Linked DNA regions of Zea mays: region 2 is linked to region 1. Evidence: chromatin contacts called from public Hi-C data. All regions are on one chromosome and are shown on one strand. Each heading gives the region's core, a stretch centred on a gene start, on an enhancer-like site or on the middle of the called end of the contact. The rest is flanking DNA. Distances are from core to core; before and after follow the strand shown.

Region 1 (4,340 bases), core at 1,102-3,601:
GCCCATCCCTATCAAGGAGGTTTGTATCCTTACCTCATCTTGATTGTGGATGCATTATAGCTGGCAAATAATTATACTATAAACTTATGTTTTCCAATTAATAAATGTATTGTCATCTATGGAGACATGAGAATTGGATCAACTAAAACTATGACCCCTGTGTGGTTCGTTTGCTCTCAGAACATTCGACTAGCAAAAGACCCAGTGATCTATCAAAATATTTAATTGTTTTACTAAGTCGTATGATCAATGACACTTACAAATACATTTGGTTGTGAATGATTTGTAGGTATCATTGGAATTCAGTCTTCAGTTTGACAAATAACGGCTTAGTAGCACCAGAAAAAGAGGGGGTCATGATTCCACAGTCTGTTAAGTTATGAGGTATCATTGGAATTCGTGTCGATATGTCATCCCTGCAAACATACAACAACGACTTATTGATATCGCTAAAAAGGACTAGATTAGTGTATGGTTGTCGATATATTTGTCTGTCATTATAAAATTCTAAATTGACTCTTAAGAAATATTTTGTGTGATATTGATAATGTTTACCACACGGATTTTACATATCATAGTGATATTTGTCGTTCTGTTTATATATTTCATACAAATTTTTTTTACTCTCGTCGCAACGCACGGGCACTCACCATTGTATTCACGCTGCCTGTCGCCAGGGCTCTAAGTCCATTGAAGGCTCACAATTTGTGTTCCGTGACATCGCACGGGCACCTACTAGTTATTGTTTATGATATACCATACGTACGCTACGCACGGTGTTCACGGGTACCCAACCCTACGATCGACAACCCATACGATTGCCACTAACTAGCTGGTAGAGCTTCGCATTCGGGTTTTGGTCCAGTGGGCCGTATATATGGGGAGGAGGAAGATGCAGGCCGGCCTGGTGGGGGTGCGCAGCTAGGGCCTATCAGCTCACTTGGAGATATTCAGTTTTAATTTTAATTCTAGTATGCCTATGAAAAAAAATAATCCGTGAATCCCTGAACGAAATTAGTTAGATTTTAGACACGCGAAGGGGGTGGGTAGACGAAACAGCAGAGCAATCTCCCGCCACGCGCTTCCACAACCAACCACCACCTTGCTTATTGCTGCTCGCTTCCTTCTCTACAGATACAAGCTATTGCTTACGTGCTGCTTCATCTTTATCCTCGTCTCTGTTCGTCATCTCCATCTCCCTTACCGATCCGATCGTCAAGCAAGCTAAGCCACCCTGACATGGCATCTTCACCCCCCTCCTCCGCCTCGCTACGGCAGAGGCCAGCCGCCGCGGCGGCGACGCCCGATCAGCAGCACGAGCCACCACGTCTCGAAGACGGCCTCCTCCCGAACCAAGGCGGATCCCCGGCGACATCGGCGCTGTCCCAGGCGCTGTCCTCCACGGCAAACCTGGCCAACCTGCTCCCGACCGGCACGCTGCTGGCCTTCAACCTGCTGGCGCCGACGTTCACGAACCACGGCGCGTGCGACGCCACCACGTCGCTCCTCACGCGGGGCCTCCTGGCGCTCCTCGCCCTCGCCAGCGCGCTGGCCTGCTTCACCGACTCCCTCAAGTCCCCGCACGACGGCCGCGTCTACTACGGCGTCGCCACCCGCACGGGCCTCTGGCTCATCGACTACCCGCCGGGCGCGCCGCCGCTGCCCGAGGGTGCCACCGGGCGCTACAGGCTCGCGTTCATCGACTTCGTGCACGCCGCGCTGTCCGCCGCCGTCTTCGGGGTCGTCGCCGCCAGGGACAGGGACGTCGTCGTCTGCCTGTACGGGCCCACGCCGGACAGGGCCACGCAGGACCTGCTCGACGTTCTGCCGCTCGGCGTTGGCGTGCTCTGCAGCCTCCTCTTCGTCGCCTTCCCAACCACCAGGCACGGCATCGGATACCCCGTCGTCGCCAATGCCGTCGCCGCAGCCACCGCCACTTCCTCCTAACAATAGTTTAATTTAATTTAATTTCTTCGAGGCTTTAATGCCTTAATGTAACTGCGTTCGTATGTACTATTCATATTTTTTTTCATCAATCAAAACGACAACAACACACGTTCACGGAGGGAGAACCTAACGTGGAAGCAAAGCAAATATACGTTGGCAATTGGCATGCCACTACCAGCTCAGAGGTTGAAGCTCACACGTCACGTCACGTCACAGATCAAATCACTAAATCAGGCAGGCTGTGTTCGGTTGGGCCTGCAACGGCCCAGACCAAATCGATCTGGCCACGCAGCCTGGCCCGACTGTTTTTTTTCTTTTCTTTTGGAACCGAACCGACCTCGCGCTAGGGTTACTCGCGCACGACGCCTACATCTGTCAACCACAACCCAAGCGCTCCCCCCTCCCCGTCGCCTGCAGGATCTCCTCGGGCCAAGGAATCGTTCCCCTCCGGCGACCTTCCTCCCTCCCTCCGTTCCGTTTCGGGTGAGTCTACACGCACGGCACCGCACCGCACCGCACCGGATCTTTCTCCGGCCGGATCCGCCATCGATTTTGGTCGCGCGCCAGTCAATCGGCGGATGCGGATGGAATCTAATGGCCGGATCTACGCCGTCCTTGCCTTAATCCTTCCCCGCGACGCCCGCCATGATCCTCCTCGCCTGACCTCTCCTCTCTCGTTTCCAGTCCTTCCACTGTATCACCGGCAAAGCAAAGGATCGGAGGCCACTCCGCCCGGAGGAGCAAGGTAAGCCGGCTGCCTCTGTATCTGTCTGTGCTATGCTCTAGGTTGGGATTAGTTCTGTCCTGCAAATTCGCCCCCTTTGCTGTCTTCAACGAGGTCAAAAGAAAGGGAATAAAGGATACTATCAAACGGCGTGAAATCATTGCTCAGGGCTGCCTGTATGCTTGCTACTATGTGTGCGTACAAGATGCTTGTGTTTAGGCGTGCCCACCACCTGTCACCTATGGCCCCTTGGCTGAAATAGACAAAATTAGGATGGCAAACCTTAGGTTCAGTTTTCCACAATGATCATCGACGCCGTGCATGTGCGTGAGAGAACCCCCTATTTTTCCACTTGTGCACAATGATTAGGACACGGCGTTTGCTTACAGATACCATTAACAGCTCCGTCGAGGAACTAGTTACCATGTTTCACCAGGCCAGAGTCGTAGGTTTAGGTTGGTGCTCTGTTTTAGGTGGGGTTTGGAAACAGTCGGTCATTACTTGCACATAGTTTTGTATGCTATTACAAATCTATGTGGAGAGATATGATTCGGTTACCGTCCTTGATGTCTACCCTAAATTTGCAAACAGCCAAAGGTTCAACCTGTAATAGTATCCTTCCAAACTTAGATGTGTCATACATGTACTAATGCAAGAATAATGTTTTTTAATTGACCATGAAATTGGTCTTGTGCCTTTATGGATATATAAATCATCGGTTAAAATGCAGACATATGGCTGCTTGGTCTATTATTTTATCAACAACAAACTTGGTGATGATGTCGTCCGTTTCCGGTGACTTCCACACATAACTTTTACTTATTCTTTTGTGGCACATCTTTCTATACCGGTCTACTCTTCATTTTATCTGTGTCTCTTCCCATAGCTTGTTGAGCATTGATGCAAAATGGTTATGAACAATGATGTGATGCAGGACACCTTGCTATGTTTTTAGTGATCAGACCTTCAGCTCTATTTATCTATTTTATGCATGGAATGACATCAGTAACAGCCCTATTACTTTTAATTCCAGCCGACTCTGAGCATTGGAGTTGTGCTTGTTCAAAAGTGTGAATTGCATGGAGATGGGAATGACTCCTGATGTAATGTATGGACAAAATGTTTTTGTTCCTGCTACTGCAACTCCCTACCAATATGGTTATGCAGGTAAAAGGAAATGTCCTATCTTTGTATTATGCCTGTCCTTGGTGCTTACCTCCTTTCAGTATTTCATTTCATGGTAACCAATTTGTCAAATGCAGAAGTTGGATCACAGATGGAATGGTGTAACCAGTCGAGCTCTTTAGGATATGATGGCCAAGATAATTTCTATCCGGTTAGTATATACAATACAAAAGACTTGATACTTAATTGGTGCCCTTTACAGACATGTGCTCTAACATGTCCATTCCTTTCGGGTTGTTTGCAGACTGAAGGCATGCAATGCGTATACTACGCAGCCCCAGACAACGGATCTGTGCATCCTACCTACAGTTCTTACCCTTCTGATCCTTCTTTCGTACCCGATGGCTCATTTATGCCTCAGGAGTATGTTGCTGACCCTGCTAACTCCACATGCCAAATAGCCCAGACATCCTATTATATTCCAGCTGTTCTTCCTTATGCACAAGATAGTGCCTTGGGAAGCGCGACCACACATCTTCACTCC
Region 2 (4,340 bases), core at 911-3,410, 280 kb after region 1:
TGCGCTGGAGCGCGTCCAGCCCGTGCGCCATGGAAGAGTAGAACCCGTTCATGTTGTTGCTGTTGCTCCGCTGTGTGTGTGCTCGCATGGACAGATGGACACTGCTGGTGTGCCTACCTCTGCCGCCTGGACGCTGGGTTTTATAGGCAGGGCTGGGGCAGGGGAGGGACGGACTATGGTAACGAGTAATGATGGGGTGTCTGTTGCGCGGGGGGAACGATGATTGATTCATTTGTTGGATGCTGCTGCTCCTGCCGAGTACTACTATTCTTCTGCTCGGGTCGCCTCGCCTCTCATCCTCCTACTGTACTACTAGTCACTAGTAGTCTTCAGTCAAGAACAAGTCATGGCATGCAGGATGAATCAAGGAGCAGAGCAGCCGCACGGCATCGGAAAACCCAACAACATCCTAGTCCACCGCCCTTAGCCTGCCTGTGCCTGCCGTGCCTAAGAGCAGAGTAGCAGCTCGGGTGGCTTGGCTGCACCTACATGCAACTCTTCTGAATATTCTAGTGCGTTGTACTACGCTCTAGATACCATACGTATCGTACCAGAGATTGATCGAGAGACCTGCAGTTCCCTGCATATACGTACTGTACCGTATGGTCTCTGAGCTGTGCTGCCTCTGTGGCCTGCCCTTGGCCCCTGCCAGGCTGCCATGTTGGCTTTAGCTGGAGCCTCTACGTACCATGGCCTTCGTACATACACGGCCAGGTCACCAGCTGCCCAAAAAAAAAACTCCAACGATCAGCAGGTAGGTGTGCCCATTAAGACTGCACTATGATTGTAATATGCACGCTCTTCTTAGGTTCGTTTCAAGAGTTATTGAACATCTAGTTCTACTGTAAACATACCCTTTTACGTGAGGTAGTACATGTCTAGTTCATCGCTTCCTTGCATTGTGTGGGAGGATTACCAAGTTCGTCAACTTTGACCCTGCCAAGCTGGAGTGCTTGCCTGCCTCAAGGTGGAACGTAAAAGAGGATAGGAGAAAGAACAAAAGTGGATGGTAAATTTACAACTAACATATTCACGGGAAACTTAAAAACTTTTTATAAGAAGGTGGACTGTATTTATAGTGAAGATCTAACCGATTAATGTCTTCATAGAAATATCATTGGTAACACCTTCGCTTCTGCTTAACTATTATAATGAAGAGCTTACCGATTAATCTCTTCATAGAAATATCGGTGGTAACACCTCTTTCGCTTAATGATTAGGTTTTAGGTTTGAGGTACGCCATATCATACAGAAGGGGTGCAAATATGAAACATGACTATTATCGACTTTTGAGTCAACGATAACTGTCGGGTATAGTAATTAAGGGTACCTAGATTACACCCCTAAAGCACGCGTGACCTATAGACCACCATCAAAGCACGTTCCCCAAAGATGAAGGATCATAAGCCATGTTTTGCCTGAGGCCTCCCTCAGGGGTCACCATAACTCTGGCTCGCCCGAGCCTGCCCTCGGACGGGGTGTGTTCTCGAGAGAATTCTTGTCCCGGCCGAGGTCCCCTCTCCCCAGAACGGAGGTCTCCGCCTCGCGTGAGCCCACCTCGGTTAAGCAAGACAAACCTAGGGCGAGACTTAGCTGAAGTCCACCGGGGACAACAACATTCAATGTGCATACCTACCCCATGCAGGGTTGCAGGTGTACAGGAGCAACAAGATCGCAATCCTGTCAAGCTTCACCAACTATGATTACGCATGCGACCACTGTTTGCATGTCGTCTACCAACTCCCGATGGGACGTACAATACGACAAGAGTACATGCCTCACAGTATTGAGCCAACTCCAGTACTCCAGGCAGCCCCTGATAAGGCTATAAATAGGATAGTTTGCGGCATCAGGAGGGCGAGCGAACACTTCACGGTTTTCTGCTCCATTACGATATTGGCACTAGCTTCAATCAACCCTAGAGACTTGGGATTCTTCCATCTCCCCCTCAGCTTGTATTCCCTACTGCAAGCACTTAGGTGCAAGTAATATAAGTCTCATCCCTCTTCTGCTAGAAGTAGGGCCTTCTCTTGCCCGAACCAGGATAAAGACTTGTGTCATCTTGTATCACCCATCCGGGTTAAGGACACATAACATTATTTCACTGGTTGGTTAAGCCCTTGGGTCCAGACACCGACAGTAACAGTGGCTGACAATAGGCCTCAGGTGAGCACAACAACAAGCCCTAGAAATAGAACCCAAGGAACAACTAAATCACAGTATAAATCTACTATGTTGTGATGGGTCGCTTCTTCCTAACAACTTGGTTCAATCCTCCCCTTGCGCTTACTCGTCAGGAGCATGCTTGGAATCATTAGGTTGTCACGACACTAGTCGGAGCCCCTCGACGATGAGAAGCATAGTGCTAACCGGGCATGCTTGGGATCATTAGGTGTCTAGCAAAAAATGGATCCACTTGCAAAGACCAGTTCAACGACGGAATTGTGGACCTCTATCGGTATATGAGGAATTCCATACCCACGGATGATGCCAAGACGCATTCAATGATTATATATATATATATATATATATATATATATATATATATATATATATATATTATGGGACCAACTACTATGACCAGGGCCCTGTGGCTTGGGGAATTGCCTTGGCCCTGGTCCAAAAAAGGATACAACTCTTCGGGCAACTTAATCTTGAGATGGTCCGAAGAAATGACATCTACACCAACATGTATCCTTGAGAACGACCAAGCATCTCAGGGCCCTCGTGTCCTCGAAGCACTCTGAGTTTAGGGGCACTCTCACATTTATGGGAACTACTTTGTAAGAACAGTTTGAGATCTAGACATCTAAACCAACATGTCTCTTTGATTAGAGTAGAACTCCTAACATCCTTAAATGTGGTTTAAGGATCAATAGAGTAGAACTCCTAACATGGAGGATATATGAGATCATGATGATTAGTAGTTTTTTTGAGCTTGTAATGATCTTTTGCACTTTTGTGTTCATCAACTGACAAGTGATAAGAGAACTCATGGTATTATGTTGTGGCCTGAACCTCTCTAAATTGTCCGTGTGCTGGTTTTTGGTGGTGTGGTGTCTAGGTTCAACCTATCACTTACCTGCTACACCTCCGATCCACTCTCTCTAATGAGTTTATATTTTATTTTTGTGTACTTGTTTACATACTCCGGTGTCTAAGGATAATTAGCGGGAATGTAGGTTTCCAAGAGCACCGAGAAAGAAACAGCGGAGTTTGAAAGGCGGGCGGGCAGTGGGCAGGGAGTACGAGAGATTTGTCTTTGGGGACAGAGGCCACTGGGCTGGGTATACCCCGTATGCATGTGCATAGCCATAGGGGGGCAAAGGCAAGGAATGATGGCCTGGAAATGGGCATCAGTTTGAGGCATGGCGTCGACGCTTGGTTGGCTGCAGCAACCGCCTTTTGAGGCGGCGGCACAGTCAGACCAGAGTGACGACCCCCATGCAGCAATCATGCATGCCTCCCTCCCAGTCCCATAGAATAGAAGATCATTATTGTTGTTATTACAAGTTTCTATGATATCTTGTCTAGGCGCTCAGCTCGTACCGTACGTGGGGTTTAGGAGGACGAGAGGGGTGATTATATATCTTAGTAGGATTTGCATTGATTGGGGACATGAGCGGCACGGTCTTCCATCGACGATGATGCACGCGTCGTTGGAACAGCTATAGTAGTAATACTCGTGTGCGTGGCCGTACGTGGTTGACCGGTGGTGGGGTCCACGCTACTCATCCTGTGCTGTGCCCGGACCCCGGTGGTTTTATATGCAATGAATTCCATTGCATTGCATTGCAGTGATCTCGTCTAGCTCATCACCAACAGTCGCCGTCGTATGCGTTAGCTGTTCCATCGATCTGGAACAGCTTGGGGGCATTGATTATTCGTGCAGTGGAATATATATGATGCTGTCACACGGCGGTTTGTTCCGTCTTCTCCCAACATTTTGGCCGCGGCGTGGCTTCCATGTCTCTCCATCGACGATATCTCTCTCTCTCTGCTAGCTAGCTGCTGCTGCTGCTGCTGCTGCTGCTGCTTCAAATTAAAGCAGTTGCTGGTGCTGTTGCTTGCCGCCGCTAGCTACCACACCACGTACGGAACGTGAAGAAGATGGGGACTCTAAATTAATTAAACATGTTGATCCCGTGGTTACGTTAGTATGGTTGGTGGATGCATCAAATTAAAGAAGAAGACACACCACAACAACACATGCCCGCAGCTTTGGTGTTGAACAAGGCTGCAGCAGCAATACTACTATCATGCATATATACTCCTTTGTTCATCATGTATACATGGATGATGGATACGCAAACGCAACAGCTAGCTGTACGTAGCTGCCC

The links. A called contact is a pair of places that touch in the nucleus more often than the background predicts.
Region 2: a contact with region 1 is called in a Hi-C map of endosperm, with 2.6 times the contacts expected there. The contact joins the promoter of LOC103628940 here to the promoter of LOC100383436 in region 1. A contact is called at or near these places in 8 of 25 Hi-C or Micro-C datasets (bundle sheath, ear, endosperm and 2 more).

Annotation. Positions count from the first base shown.
Region 1 is chr6:6,551,350-6,555,689 of Zm-B73-REFERENCE-NAM-5.0, forward strand. It overlaps LOC100383436, which reads left to right and starts at 2,352. Exons shown (of 8, transcript NM_001176086.1): 1 at 2,352-2,430; 2 at 2,632-2,692; 3 at 3,705-3,838; 4 at 3,934-4,007; 5 at 4,101-4,340. The coding sequence starts at 3,751. LOC100277191 (DUF679 domain membrane protein 7) reads left to right here and starts at 1,137. Exons shown (of 1, transcript NM_001150831.1): 1 at 1,137-2,061. The coding sequence starts at 1,240. The coding sequence ends at 1,947. LOC103628933 (a long non-coding RNA gene) reads left to right here. Exons shown (of 10, transcript XR_002263235.3): 9 at 1-19; 10 at 290-572.
Region 2 is chr6:6,833,045-6,837,384 of Zm-B73-REFERENCE-NAM-5.0, forward strand. LOC103628940 reads right to left here and starts at 2,161. Exons shown (of 1, transcript XM_008650130.3): 1 at 1-2,161. The coding sequence starts at 232.